Linked DNA regions of Mus musculus: region 1 is linked to region 2. A link is a contact called in public Micro-C data. All regions are on one chromosome and are shown on one strand. The core of a region is the stretch at or near the end of the contact, and the rest is flanking DNA. Distances in the headings are between cores, read along the strand shown. Region 1 has its middle 44 kb from the start of Cdca2. Region 2 has its middle 54 kb from the start of Gm24981.

Region 1 (6,905 bases), core at 1,194-3,693, 51 kb before region 2:
CTACAGTAAAACTGTAAGTCCACTCGACAAATTATGTTCATTCTAAAATGTTTCATTATTAATGAATGGCTTGGCTGATATTTATAGACGTCCCTTAAACCAGTGGTTCTCAACCTTCCTAGTGCTGCAACCCTTTAATACAGTTCCTCATGTTGTGGTCACCCGCCCCCATAACCATACAATTCTTAATGTCTTGTTACTTCATAGCTAATTTTGCTACTGTTGTGAATCATAAATTTTGTTTTCCAATGGTCTTAGGTGACCCCTGTGAAAGGGTTGTTCATCCCCAAAGGGGTTGTGACCCACAGGTTGAGAACCACTGCCTTAGTTTCTTAAAGAATATTAAGGGGCCTAATCTACCATATCTCGCCCGTATCAGATGCTTAGTGTAAAGTTAACTTCTGTGTCTGATCACAGTTGCTACATCCATCCCCTCCCTCATGTCTTTTCATTAATGGTAAACCGAAAATGCTATTTCTTTGCTTTAAATCTTTTTTTTTCTAGAAGTAGCTAACCCTGGATGCTTACCTTAGACTGTCTCTGGTCTTCCTTGATTCTGTCCTTGCAGATATTCTCATTTCTTCCAGAAGATGGCAGTGTGGTTCCTGCAATTTTCCTTCCCTGGGCAAACATGAAGGCCAGGGCTGCTTGTACCTACTGTGGCTTGAACTTCTCTTATATTTTCCCTCAGTTTTTATCAGAAATTGATGAGTATGTGTGGGGAAATCAGAGGACAAATAATTTAAATGAAGTATAAACAACTTTCTGTGTACAGAAACTCAGCTGTCATGCCTCTTCCAGACATCTTGTGCCCATCAAGTGTGGTTTGCCAGTGTTGTCTATACATGCATGCATACACACACACACATGTATTACGTATGTATGGATACATTAGATAGATAGATAGATAGATAGATAGATAGATGTTAATTTGCAGCCTCTACTCCACAGAGTCTCATGACTGTCAGTGTTACTGAGGACAGCCCTGTTGCCCTCAGTCTCTCAGCCTTATGTGGAATTATTGCCTTTGGACAAATGAGGATGTGAGTTGTTTCCTTCTTTTTGGTTCTAGGAGTTGATGACAGAGCTGAAGTGATAGCTAGATTCTCTTCTGTAGATTCTGGAAAGTTCCTCTGACATAGAGCTAGCATCTCAAGTAAACCAGCTTACAAATGCTGACCTTTTGAAAAGAACATACTGTTTGAACTTTGGAAAATGTATATGGTTACACACCACCTTGACGTCAGAGTAATATCATGTCTGACAACCCAACCCTCACCCCTAGCTCTTACAGCTAATGATTTGAATTCAGTTGTACTTTTTGCTTTTTTTAGAATGTCACAGAAAAGGAATCTCAGATGATTGATTGATTGGTCAATCGTTTGTGCCTATGTTTTAAACAGCATAATGCTTTTGAGATTTATCTGTGTTCCATGTTGTAAATGGTTCCTGCTTATTGCTGGATGTCACTTCACTCTGCATATTTAGGTTATAAGATTTGGGGCTTTGTTAAGGATAAAGTTATATACTGTTCAAATGTTTCTTTTTACAAATACACATTCCCGTTCATCATGGAGACTTACTTAGAGCTAGAATCTTGATTTGTGTCTCTCAGTGGCTGGTAACGAACATTTCCCTCTGTTTGCTGTCCTTGTGCCCTTGTCTGTTGGGGTGTCTTACCCAGGATGTTTGTTATTAGTACTGAGTTGAAAGTTTGTTGCATACTTTTTGCATTTTTGCATACAACTCCTTTACTAAGTTTTTTCTTACTAATATTTTCCCCATTCCATGGCTTATTTTTTTGTCTGTTTTCTTGGTATTATCACTTTAAGAAAAGGTTTTCATTTTGTTGAAGTTTGAATTTATTTATTTTTCTTTTCTTCTTTTCTTTAATGATTCATGTCTTTTGTGTCCTAAGGATAGCCAGGCATGGTGTTTCATGTCAGTAATCTCAGCACTGGAGAGGCAGCAATTATTGTGAGTTCAAAGGTAGCCTAGGATATTTAGTGAGTTCTAATCTTTTCCTGTCTGTCTCAAAAGACAAAAAGATAAAAAAAAGACATTTCCCCAGATCAAGAGCACAAAGATTTTTCTAGAAGTTTCATGGTTATATTTCTTGATTCGGTTTTCTATCTACTTGGAGTTCATTTCTGTGTGCCATAGATGCTGGAGTGGCCTTTTGTTTAAGTGGAAATCAGCAGGCACCATTTGTTTAAAAGCTCATCTGTTCATTAAATTGTGTCAATACCTTTGCTGAAATCATGCTCCTGTGTCTGGGCCTTATTCTGTTGGTCAGGATGTTTACCAGTGTCACAGCATCCTGAAGGCTCTTCTCCTTGGGCTGTGAGTTTTATCACTGTTTACTTATGGGGATAGACTAAAAGCTAGCTGAAGCAAAGGGTTAACCAGTCTGGGGGGGGGGGGTGCTTCATCATACCCAGAGTACACTCCCTTTTGGAGACCATGAGTCAGGAGTACAAGCATCCAGAGAAAGGGTGGGAGGCCAGCTTCCCTGGAAGTTTGAGCCCAGTGAAAGTTTACTGGAGTTCATTTGCATCAGGACCTTAGGGCCCTGATCATCGTTTACGATAATTAGCTTTATTTAGACATTGTCTTAAATTAAAGTTCAAAAATAGGTTTGCCTTTTTTTTTAACAAAAGATAAATTTGTTTCATTTATTTTCATAAAGTATTAGAGTTTAGTTTACTATGAAACCTGTCATTCCATGCTTAAAAAGTAACCTTAAGATTTGAAAACTGTTTCTTACTAAACTGGCCAATTTCCCTGCACCGAGTCATTCCAGCGTTCCAGCATTTATTCAGCAACTACTGTGTGTGGGCATTGTTTCTGAAGACTCTGCTCTGTTTTCTCCAAGAGACAAAGTAATGGTGTAGGGCAGGCTTATAAAGGCCTCCCCAGCTCCCTTCTGCCCTCCAGGTGGGACCAGCTTCTGTAGGTCAGGCTGCTCTGCTTCTTCGGAGGATCGGAGGGACCGTCCCTAAGAGGCACATGCTTTACAAACACCCTCTCATTTCTTCTCCTGTAGGCTTTTCTTGTGCATTCCCCCCACCCCTGTTAGGTTTTAACCAGTGAGTACATCTTAGTGAGGCATAAATGTGGAAGACTAGTACAGAATTAAACAATAAAAATATAAAGACACTTCTCTTCTTACACCTTTTAAAATCTGCTGTCACATCTTGGTCTCAGCAAATCCTACTTAAGTCTTAGATCAAGTGAAGTTGTTATTAAACTCAAACAAACACACACACACACACAGAGCAGAATTCTCTCTTAAATTCACTGGAAAATTGCAAGACCTTACATAAAACTGAGCATAGAGTGCCATGACCTAACAATTTCAAATATGTCCAGTATGTCACTTTTGGGCATTCTTTAATCCTTTTCTTTTTTAGTGATTCAGCAATAACCTAATTGTTCAAGCGAGGAGATGAGTAATTATTGTCACTAAATAGACATTTTTTTCTTATGTCTTCAACTGAGGTCAGACCCTAAAGATTATCATCCTAAGAATTTATTACAGAAGTAAGGGATTGGGATTTAAGTCTTTTCTGAAAGTGTCTGTTTTGGTATGTTTAAGCATTATGCTATATATGAAAAGAAAAAAATGAACATAAGAGTCCTAAGGAAAAAACAGTTTGTGTTATATAAGGGCTGGTTGGAACTTTGTCATTAAGATTCCCACTGCCCAGTTGAAAATACCTTCTTTTAGGTCTCTTTACTTTCTCATTTGTCCAGAATGTTTAAATTGAGTGAGTTGTTTGCATTGTGAAGAAAGGATGCTCTGCAGAGCCACAGGCAGCTGGTATTTTAGGTTTAGATAAAGGAAAAAATCTGATTTCCAAAAGCTGAGATTTTGCTCTCTGGGATCTCAAGGAAGCTCTTAGACTTGTTTGTTATTTTCTCATTTTTTTTTGGCCTTAGTCACCTTTAAATTTTCCTGCTTTATGATATTTCTGCTTTGAGAGAGGCACTATCATCTCCAACCACACTGCATCTCCAGTTTTCTGATACCTTGAGTGTGTGGTGGTAAACAGAATTAAATGTCATTTCCTTCACTGAAGGCGCCTTGGGTGTTTACAAAACTGTTCTTTCAAATGTCTGCTTCAAGTATTGAAATAATTTTTTCAGTATGAAATTGACATCAGGCAGTTGAAATTTCCTAGCAGGAACTGAGAGAGTGGTTTTCTTTTCAGAAGGTAAGTTGTATGATTTTCTACCTGACATTTGAACAGATACAGCATGCCTATTTTTCGTTGTTCGTGCCAGTATTGTCTTTTCTTGTTTTAAACTTAAAAACTGAGAATGAAGATTTTAAGAATATTCCCCAACTCAAACCTGAAAAACCTGGTGTTAGTCTTGGGTGGTTTCCAGTGACCCTCTGCCTCCTTCTTCCTGCCCCCTGTGTCGATTTGGAACTGGGCAGCCATTTTTGTTTTTGGAAGGGAAAGGAGACAGATATAATGAATGGCTTTTATTGTGCAATATTTCAAACTCTCTTGAATGCATTCGAATGGGATGGAAACCGTTCTGCCCTGTGTCATAGCCAAAACAAACACAACAGATTCCCTAAACCTGGACGAGTGTTTCTCTCAAACTGGCAACAGAGTTCAGCTCCCAGGACAAGAATTTGGTTTGACAATTTTTAGCCCTTGTTCAACTAAATATTAGGAGAGGTCACAGCCAAAGCAAATACCATGGAGGAAACTTAATGCACATATTTACAGCTTACAGGTAACTCTTTTTTTTTTTCTTAAAATGTTAGAGATTTGTCTTAAAAAATTGCATTTGTAGTGGTACTTTTAACTAGACAACTTTTGCTAATATTTTTAAGAATGAACTGCCTGATAATACTAACTCCCAATGTAAATAATTCCAGAGAGGTCCCAAAAGAGTGATAAATGCTTGAATTTAAGTATTTAAACATTTAGAGACCACTAAGAATCTGAGAATTCTAAGGCCATCAAACCTAGCAAATATGCACTAGAGGTCCCTTGACGTAGCTTTCTATGCCCGCCTCCCCCCCACCGAAGAATCCCCTCTAAGAAGCATCAATGGCTCCTTTATGAGGCAACCTCCAGCCCTGTGTACTGACTCCAGTCACCCCCACTTGCCATTAAGTACCCCTTTGCCTCCGCAGGGAAAAGGTATTGTACATAGTCGATAATTCATTTTGTAATATGCCATTATGCTTCATGACCCTGACAAAGTACGTTTATTATTAATCACAGTAATAACTTGGGATTTATGGTTACTTAGCATCCACAGGTTCTCAGTTTGTGTCTTAACCAAGACGTAGTGGAAACAAATTTGTATGCCAGGCAGTCTGTCGGGCAAGGACTTCAAGCCACCTTTCAGATGCTCCCTTGGAACTGAAAACTCGGATTCCAAGTATTTTGCATAGTACTATCAACGTTTGTGTGAATGGGGAAGAAGGCAACCTCTGATCATCAGCTGCTAACTACAGATGAGTCTCTGCCTGCATCTTGCAGCCTAGCAATGCACTTCCATGCAAAGCAGCAGCTCCCTGAGAACTGCCAGTCCAGCTGCATTCCTGCAGAGGAGCCCAACTGGTATCTTTCAGAGAGACAAAATCTGTAACTTTGGTGTTTAGGTTTTCTGTGCTCAGACAAATGTGATTGCAAGATTCAAAAGGGTGGTGAAAGAACCCCCCAAAATGCCCAGAGTGAAACATTTATATTCCAACTTTAAAACGTCCCTTTAAAAAGTTCTTAGTATCCTTGAGTGACATGGGGCTAATTGGTTTGTTTATCCAAACTCTTGTTATTTAATCTTCTGAGAGCTGTAGGGTTCCTTTTTAATCTAAGTAAACTATTTGGGGATTTTAAAACAATTGACCTCTAGTCAAATTAGAACCATTTAAATCAATCCCACTGTCATCTTTCCCCTCATAAATAACCCTTTAAAATCTTTTCATGTTGTTTTGCAGCCCACACTATACTAAAACATAACAGGACATCATCTAAGAAACTGTCCTGTGTTACCCAAAGTATACAATGAGATGGGACAACTGAGGCAGTAACAGGCCAGAAAGCTTGGGAACCATTGGAGCTGGCTGGCTTCACTACCTTCAGCTACTGCCTGCACCTAGCATGTAGGAGGATCATAAGGAAGTTGGGATCTTAGAACACTGTGGACATTTAATTATTGGCCTTTGAGTCTATAGCTACAGCTGAGTGCCCTGAGTGTCTCAAAAACGATCCAAAAGTATATCTGTTGTCATTAACTAGATGGTGAATGATTTGACACTCTAATGGAATGTTTTGGAGGGTGGGCTCTCAACAGGATCCAGAAGGAGCCCTGCTTATATTAGAGCCAAGTAGGAGTGAGTAGCTGTCTCAGCGTTTCAAGCTCCCGTGTGGCCCCAATGCAGCGGCCCTTCGGTAAGTGTCCTGGTGGATAATGTTCTCCTCTATTCCTCCAAGAAAAAAAAAACTATCCTAGGCATCTACGGGCACTCGGACAGGAGGGTGGTGTCCCTGTCACATGCCCCTGCCTGACCCTTTCCTACTCTGCTTTTCACCAGCGACAAACTGGGGCCCCAGGGCCAAAAGCTGTAACAATATTAAGATGTTTTCTTCAACCTTGTCCCCAGAAAGATACTCTGTTTCCAAAAGATTGTTCTCCCCTGGGCATTACATCATGAATTGATTCAGTTCTTGGAGGAAGAAATTGGACAAAATATAATAGATTACCTCTTGGGGAACATTCTGAGAGGTGGTTAGCTATTCCCACGAGGAAGCTAAGAAACTCCTTATATATTACTATGCAGTCCATTTAACCTTTTCCCTTCATGCCGCTGTGCAGGGAGCTCCCTCATCCCTACCCCTGCATCAGTAAAGAGTCTTGTTTGAGTGGGTAAAGGT
Region 2 (6,613 bases), core at 1,720-4,219:
GTTATACCCCCATGAATGTACACACACACACACACACACACACACACACACACACACACACACAGAGGAGAGTACAAACCTAGTCCAAAGTTTCATTTCCATTTAAGAGTCAGAAACCCATAAGAGAACACTGCCTTTATGGTAATGCTGTGCAAAATTGGGGTCATCCCCAGAATCGTGACTCATCTGGGCCTTCAAAGAGCTGAGGTCATGATGTAGCCTGAACTGAATTCCAGGGTCTGGAAGGTAGTAAGCCCTTCTAAGGAGACAAAAATGGTAGGAAATTCTCACAGGCTAGGTTTGGGGAGTTTCTCGACCATTGACAAGGTGCTGGGCTCTGAACTGTGCAAGGACTGGCCAGTCTGGCTTCAGTTCTTTTTATTCTAGACTGTGGGGTAGGTGCAGGTTATCTATTGCTGTGTAACAAATCTCTACTCAGCAGCCCGTGACTCACAGTCTAGGACTCAACAGTCCACAGATAGCTTAACTGTGGCCTCTGGCTTGAGTCTCAAGCTGGCTCCAATTGAGGTGTATGTCTGTGGTCCACTGGGGAGGTTCCTGTGACCAAGCTCACCCAAGCTGCTGCTGTTGAGAAGCCTTGCTGCTTGGCTCTCTTGAGGACAGGACCTAATGTGGCAGCTGGCTTCCCTCAGAGCGAATAAGTGAGCAGGAAAGCCACTGGTCTCCTGTCACCTAATCTCAGCAATGGCATCTGGTCACTTCTCCTGGATTCCATGTATTAGAAGGGAGTCACTAGGTGCAGCCAGCACATTCAAGAGGGTGGGGATTACATAGGACAAGCATGCTAGGAAGCTGGATCATGCCAGCCATCTGCTACGTAGGAAAAACGTCAGGTGGGGATCCAAAGCCGAAGCTGAAACCTCAGGAATGGAGCAGAAAGTAGGAAGGAAGGGGCCATGGGGTGGGGGTGGTGCAGGGGTGGGTGTGTATGTCAAGTTTTGCAAAGACTGGAGCCTTGACTGGAGAGCCAATCATTACATTCATTAAAGATTTGAGACTTAGCATTAGCCTCAAAGGACTCCGAGCCCGAAGAATGATAAAGAAAGAAAGACACAGACACATGTGACTTCTGCTACATCCTTCAACCATCTAAACAAATGCACGTGGAAGGTATCAGCCCCATTTCATAGACGACAAGCTGAGGCCTGGAGGCCTTAAGTGTCCACTTCAAGATTAGGTGGTATTGTGGTCAGGATTGTACAATGCTCTGCAGATATACTGAAATCATTAAACTATACGCCCACAGCAAGCAAATTTTGTGCTGTGTGAATTAATATCTTGATAAGCTACTAAAATCAAAATACAACAGAAAGCTAAGGCTGGGAAGGCAGGATGTGGTACGGTGGGAAATTTCAGATCTAACTGATCTGGACTCTGGATTCAGTTTCTCAGGATGTAATAACCAAACACCACACGCTGGGCGTCTTCCACTGATGATGTTTGTGTTCGTGTGTTCTGGAGGCTGTGAGTCTGATACCAGGCTGCTGCCAGCGGGGCTGTTTTCTTTGGCGGCCTTAGGATTTGGCTTGTAGGTGGTCACCTTCCCTTCCTGGTCTTCATGTGGCCATCATGTCTGTGTCCTCATGGTTTTTTTAAGAAGGATACCACTCAAGTGGGACCAGGTTCCTCCAGCCTTTTTTCAATTTTAGCCCACCTTTTCTCACTCAATGTAATTAGGTTATGAGTTACTGAGAGCTCAAGCTTTGGAGAGACATATTTTAGTCCATGATAACCTACAAAAATTATGCTCATTTGCCTTTTTAGTCAATAGAAGACCACTATTATGTTTTTTAAAATCCAGTGTTAAACATTTATGGTTATAATATTATATATACATGTATATTATATCATATATATCATATATATGATATATATAATACAATATGTAATATATCACATAGTATGTGATATATTATATATACTATAAATACCATGATATGATAATAGTAACCATATATATAATATCATATATAGATGATACAATATCAATATCTTATATATGACATCACTATCATTATATATGATAAATATATGATATTTATTCTGGATTTATTAGTGTAGGACCGTCTTTCAGTTTTTGAAACAGGGACCTGTGTAACCTAGGCTGGCCTTGAACCTGCTTTGGAGTGGAGGATGACTTCCAACCCCTGATCCTCCCCTCCCAAGCCCCGGGATTAGACGAGTGCACCACCTCACCCAGTTTTATGTTTTGCCCTAGCAGAAGAGAACTGAGCACATTCTGATTTCTACAGATAAGCATTTGCAAATGGTAATGATTTAAAATAAATAGCTCATCATGCAATCTCTGGATACTCCTCAAATACACTGATGCAGAGCCCAAAAGAGAAAAAGTTGAGTTAAAAAACAATGAAGATGAATTACAAACTAATAACTTTAATATCTGTTAGTCATCTTTATCACTAAGTGATAAGTGAAATAAGAAAGCACCCAAGATGTGTAATATATACGATTGTGGTTGCAGATGTAATGCAATCTCCACTCTTGTCATAGCTTTCCTGATTGTTGCAAATGGACTCGGGCTTGTGCTGAGAGAGGGGGCGTCTGTTTGCTTGTGGAGGGTGGCTTCTCTTCCCAGGTTTTGCTGTGGCTTTTCTTCTGAGTCAGAGAGCAGCCAGTTCACGCAGAAGGAACACACACATGCTGTGTTACCCGAGGGGCTGTACAGAGGACAGAGTTTGCAAGATGTCCAGACAGCACAGGTTAGCTTATTGGCATTCTGATATGTTCAGTTTTGACATCTGAGACATCTGATAGTCCATTTAACTTTCCGGGGCAGGCAAACCTCAGTTTTAGAGATACTTGACCTGGATGCCTGTGGACTCCCATACAATCAGCCCATCAGGGCTTCACAGTCTGAAGCTGCCTGTAGTGTGTCCTAGACTCACCACAGTGCCATGTGGTCTGTGTCATTGACATCTGACCACTGGTGACCAACCTGACCACTGGCCTTGTTTGGGTTGATCAGAGCAAGAAACCCAGACACGAGCCCATTGAATGAAAGCCCAGTGTGTTCTTAAGGAAAATTCCAGGATAATTGGATCTAAATGCTTCCTCCTGTTAACTAACCCTTAGACTTCAAGGACACAGGAGAGCCCCTGTTATCTCTTTACAAATCAGCCACAGATCTTAGAAAGAATTGACTGTCACTCAAGACTGCCCTTAAGTCTGCTTCCTCCCTCAATTACGGAAGCCTTTGCAGAGCCGAGGCCAAATGAGTCTATAAAAAGGACTTATTTACCACTTGGCACTTACCCGCCAGCACTGTGTACTCTCTCTCTGTTTCTCTGGTTCACATTTATTCTCTCCACACCCTGTTTTCCCATCTTTTAAACCAATTAGGGAACTGTAGGTTTGGCCCAAGTACCACAAAAGCTGTTCTTTTTGAGCACTGAATTTTTCAGTCAACAAGGAGAGGCCAGCCAAGATCCCTTTATCTCAAAGACAAACAAAAGCAGCTAATGAGGGAGGTGGGAGGGCTGGAGGTGGTGCATTCTGGAAGCTTTACTCATTCTTTGGAGGAGATAGCATGATTTTATGCAAATTGGGATTCTATGCACTGGATCGGCTCAGCCAAGAATCTTGCTAACTTACAGCTCTGCCCCACTGGATGGCAACAGAGAGCTATCTATGCCTTGGTCTCTGTAGTTGGAATATCTTTCCCTCTTGCTGAAGGGGAATGAATCTTTCTAGTGGAACAATACTAAGAATTTTGCCCAAGAAGAACTGATTCTTGCCTCAGTTCTCCTTTTGCAAAGTTAGCCTATGTTTCATATTCAACATGCTTGTATTTTTTTAATTTATTTATCAGGACAATGAGCTTGACACATATGACTGGTGCATTGAATTCATAGGTTCCACATCCTCATATCCAGCCAGCAGAAGATTGGGACTATTAAAAAAAATCTGTATATATGCTCAACACATACAGATTTTTTTTTTACCTTGTCATCTTTGCCTAAAGAGCATGGGACCATAGCTACTTGCATAACATTTCCATTGTGTTGGTAGGTGTTAGAAATAATCTGGAGATGCGTTACTCTACATGAAGGTTGCACAGAGGTGATGCACAGATGCTACACCATTTTATAGAGGAATTTCAGCATCAACAGATTTGGGTGTTTGGGTGTCCAGGGATCAGTTTCTGTGGATACCAAAGGATGACAGCACTGTATTGTGTTTCCCAAGAAAACCACAAAGCCAAATTTCCTCTTCTTTCTTTTAATGATATGTATTGCTTTGAAAATACCCCACCCCCACCCTCAGTAGCTGCACTAGCTGGGTATGAAATTGAAGGCAACAGTAAGACTTGGCTTTGGTCAGATTTCATGCTGAGTCTCCCACTCGGAGCAAGTCACTGACTGGTCTGAGCAACCAGAGGAGAGCATGATGTTGATGGGGCTGGGCAGTGGAAGGGAGGAACAGCGGTGCTCACGTGGCTTTCCACACAATGGGAGAAGAAACCTGCCATATCCACTCAACACCATAGCCTGGGAAAGCTGGTGCTCTCCAGGACTCAGCAGTTGACACTGTTTAAAAGTTCAAACGATTGGTGAGGAGATATGGAGCAAAGAAGAGAGACCAGGAAACGGGACTTCTGTCGTAGCCATAATGCTACCAGAAGAGCCAAGAGTGCCCTTTGAGTTCACTGTGCAAAGAGCAGCCTGTTGCAAACTTGCCTGGCATGAGGGAGAGAAGGGGAAAGAGAACTCGGGGGAACAAGGAGACCAGAAAGAAGAGGAGAAAGAAGGGTGGGGCTGGAAGATGACAGAAAGTCACGATGAAGGTCACCCACCCTGGCTAGAAGCCCAGAACCTCAGGTCCAGGGCCATCTGCTTGGCTCCCTGCTTGAGTACCCTCAATCCCTAGTTGAGTGCAGGGCACGGGCAGAGCTAGATGATAACCATTGGTAAGTTCAGAGGTCCTTGGGCTGACCCTTGAGAGGAAATCCTTGTGGCTGATGGATATGTAGCCCGGGAAGTCTCTTTGAGGACTTAGAAATCCCCAAACACCTCCTCTCGTCTCTGCCTAGCTGAGAGTTGGAGCAGGGCTGTACAGGATTCCAAAACCACTTCACCCAGGATCAGCTGATGACTGTTCACGCCTGTGGCCCGAGGCTCTACAGAGGGGTCCAGGCCAGCGCAGAGCCTGTCTGGCCTAGGAAGCAGTCCTGGCAGAACCAGGAGGAAGAAAGACAAAGACCCTGAATACTGCAGTGGGAGACTTCAGAAGATACAACTGGGAGGTCCAAAGAAGTCAGAACTGAGGAGTGGACTTCTCTGGGGATGTCTTTTGAATTGAATCAAGTAGTATCAGTTCGTATTTACATAACCTTATATAACAAGCCAAACAAAAGAAGATACTTCGGGGCCAAGAGCATATTGAAAAGACAAGAGAGGGAACTTCTCAGGAGAGAAGACAGAATTCAGGGCTATCTTTGGATTAAATAAGAAACTGCTTGTATATTTAAAGCCATTCCACACTCATTTATTGCGTTTGAAAACAGTTCCCGGATGGCAGCGTTGGGGACACGAGCTGTTTCTGAGCCCATTTTCGGCTTCTCGTTTGTCTAATGAGCGATTTGAGCTTTTGCTTCGGTACCCAGAAAAGATAACACTGTACGCCGGTATAGGACATGGCACAGTCCCAAGCATCACTATGCCTGTCTGACCCAGGCAACTACTACCCTGTCAGGAGGGCTCGGCTCACATTTCTGACTCTCCAAGTGCAGATATTTCAGAAAGTGCAAGGTGACTTAACCAGAGTCACACTTGCATATAGATGCCCCAGTATAGGGGAATCAAGGGCAGGGAGGTGGAAGTGGGTGGGTGGGTGGAGGAACACCCTCATAGAAGCAAGGGGAGGGAGGATGTGTTAGGGTGTTTCTGGGAAAGAGGGATACCAGGAAAGGGGATAACATTTGAAATGTAAATAAAGAAAATATCCAATAAAAAAAAAGAAAGGCCTCGAGACTCTAAGCCTAGTGTCTATTTCACACAGTTCAACGATCGTTTCTGCATAATTTACAGGCTCAGGTATCCATAAGCTGCTTTAGTAAATATTTATTTTTACCTTTTAGCATTGTCATTATCCTCTGCCTCCCTTTATAAAGCAACACCATAGCTCAGCATCAGAGACATGTCATAATGTCCTTTGCATCCATGGCAGTGTGTGAGAAGATTCCAGGGTAGAGGGATGGAGTAGGAGAATTGGAACTCCTTTCTACCTTTCCAGGACTGCAGCAAGCCCTTGACTTTGATCCTGGTCGCAGCTCACTACTCTCCTCTCCCTGTAGTTTGTGCATGTAAGGTATCTTCAGGAGACTAGGCAACTAGGCAACATACTACAAGGATTATTATTATTATTATTATTATTATTATTATTTCTTCTTCTTCTTCTTCTTCTTCTTCTTCTTCTTCTTCCTCTTCCTCTTCTTCCCCTTCCTCTCCTCCTCCTCCTCCTCTTCCCCCCTTTTCCTCTCTTCCTCTCTTCCTTCTCTTCCCCCTTATCTCCCCCCTCCCACCTTGAGACAGGGTCTCATATATCCAGGCCGGCTGCTAACTTACTATATAGT

What was found. A called contact is a pair of places that touch in the nucleus more often than the background predicts.
Region 1: a contact with region 2 is called in a Micro-C map of brown adipocytes, with 8 times the contacts expected there. The contact joins two enhancer-like sites. A contact is called at or near these places in 1 of 39 promoter capture datasets (the 3T3-L1 cell line), 1 of 15 datasets of contacts at CTCF or cohesin (pro-B cells), 35 of 484 Hi-C or Micro-C datasets (the 3T3-L1 cell line, 3T3-L1-derived adipocytes, the AML12 cell line and 21 more), 7 of 115 datasets of contacts at active chromatin or transcription factors (embryonic fibroblasts, embryonic stem cells, extraembryonic endoderm stem cells and 4 more) and 1 of 9 other capture datasets (embryonic tail).

What each region holds. Positions count from the first base shown.
Region 1 is chr14:67,668,534-67,675,438 of GRCm38.p6, reverse strand. It overlaps a transcript of Cdca2 not described here. Among named protein-coding and RNA genes, the nearest start is that of Cdca2, 44 kb to the left of the region's middle. Within about 2 kb of position 2,443, at least 20 of the 459 cell types and tissues checked have an H3K27ac peak or open chromatin away from gene starts, as enhancers often do. A contact at or near this core is called in the C3H10T1/2 cell line, brown adipocytes and pancreatic cancer cells, where this site is marked.
Region 2 is chr14:67,618,012-67,624,624 of GRCm38.p6, reverse strand. No RefSeq gene overlaps it. Among named protein-coding and RNA genes, the nearest start is that of Gm24981, 54 kb to the right of the region's middle. Within about 2 kb of position 2,969, at least 28 of the 459 cell types and tissues checked have an H3K27ac peak or open chromatin away from gene starts, as enhancers often do. A contact at or near this core is called in the C3H10T1/2 cell line, brown adipocytes and pancreatic cancer cells, where this site is marked.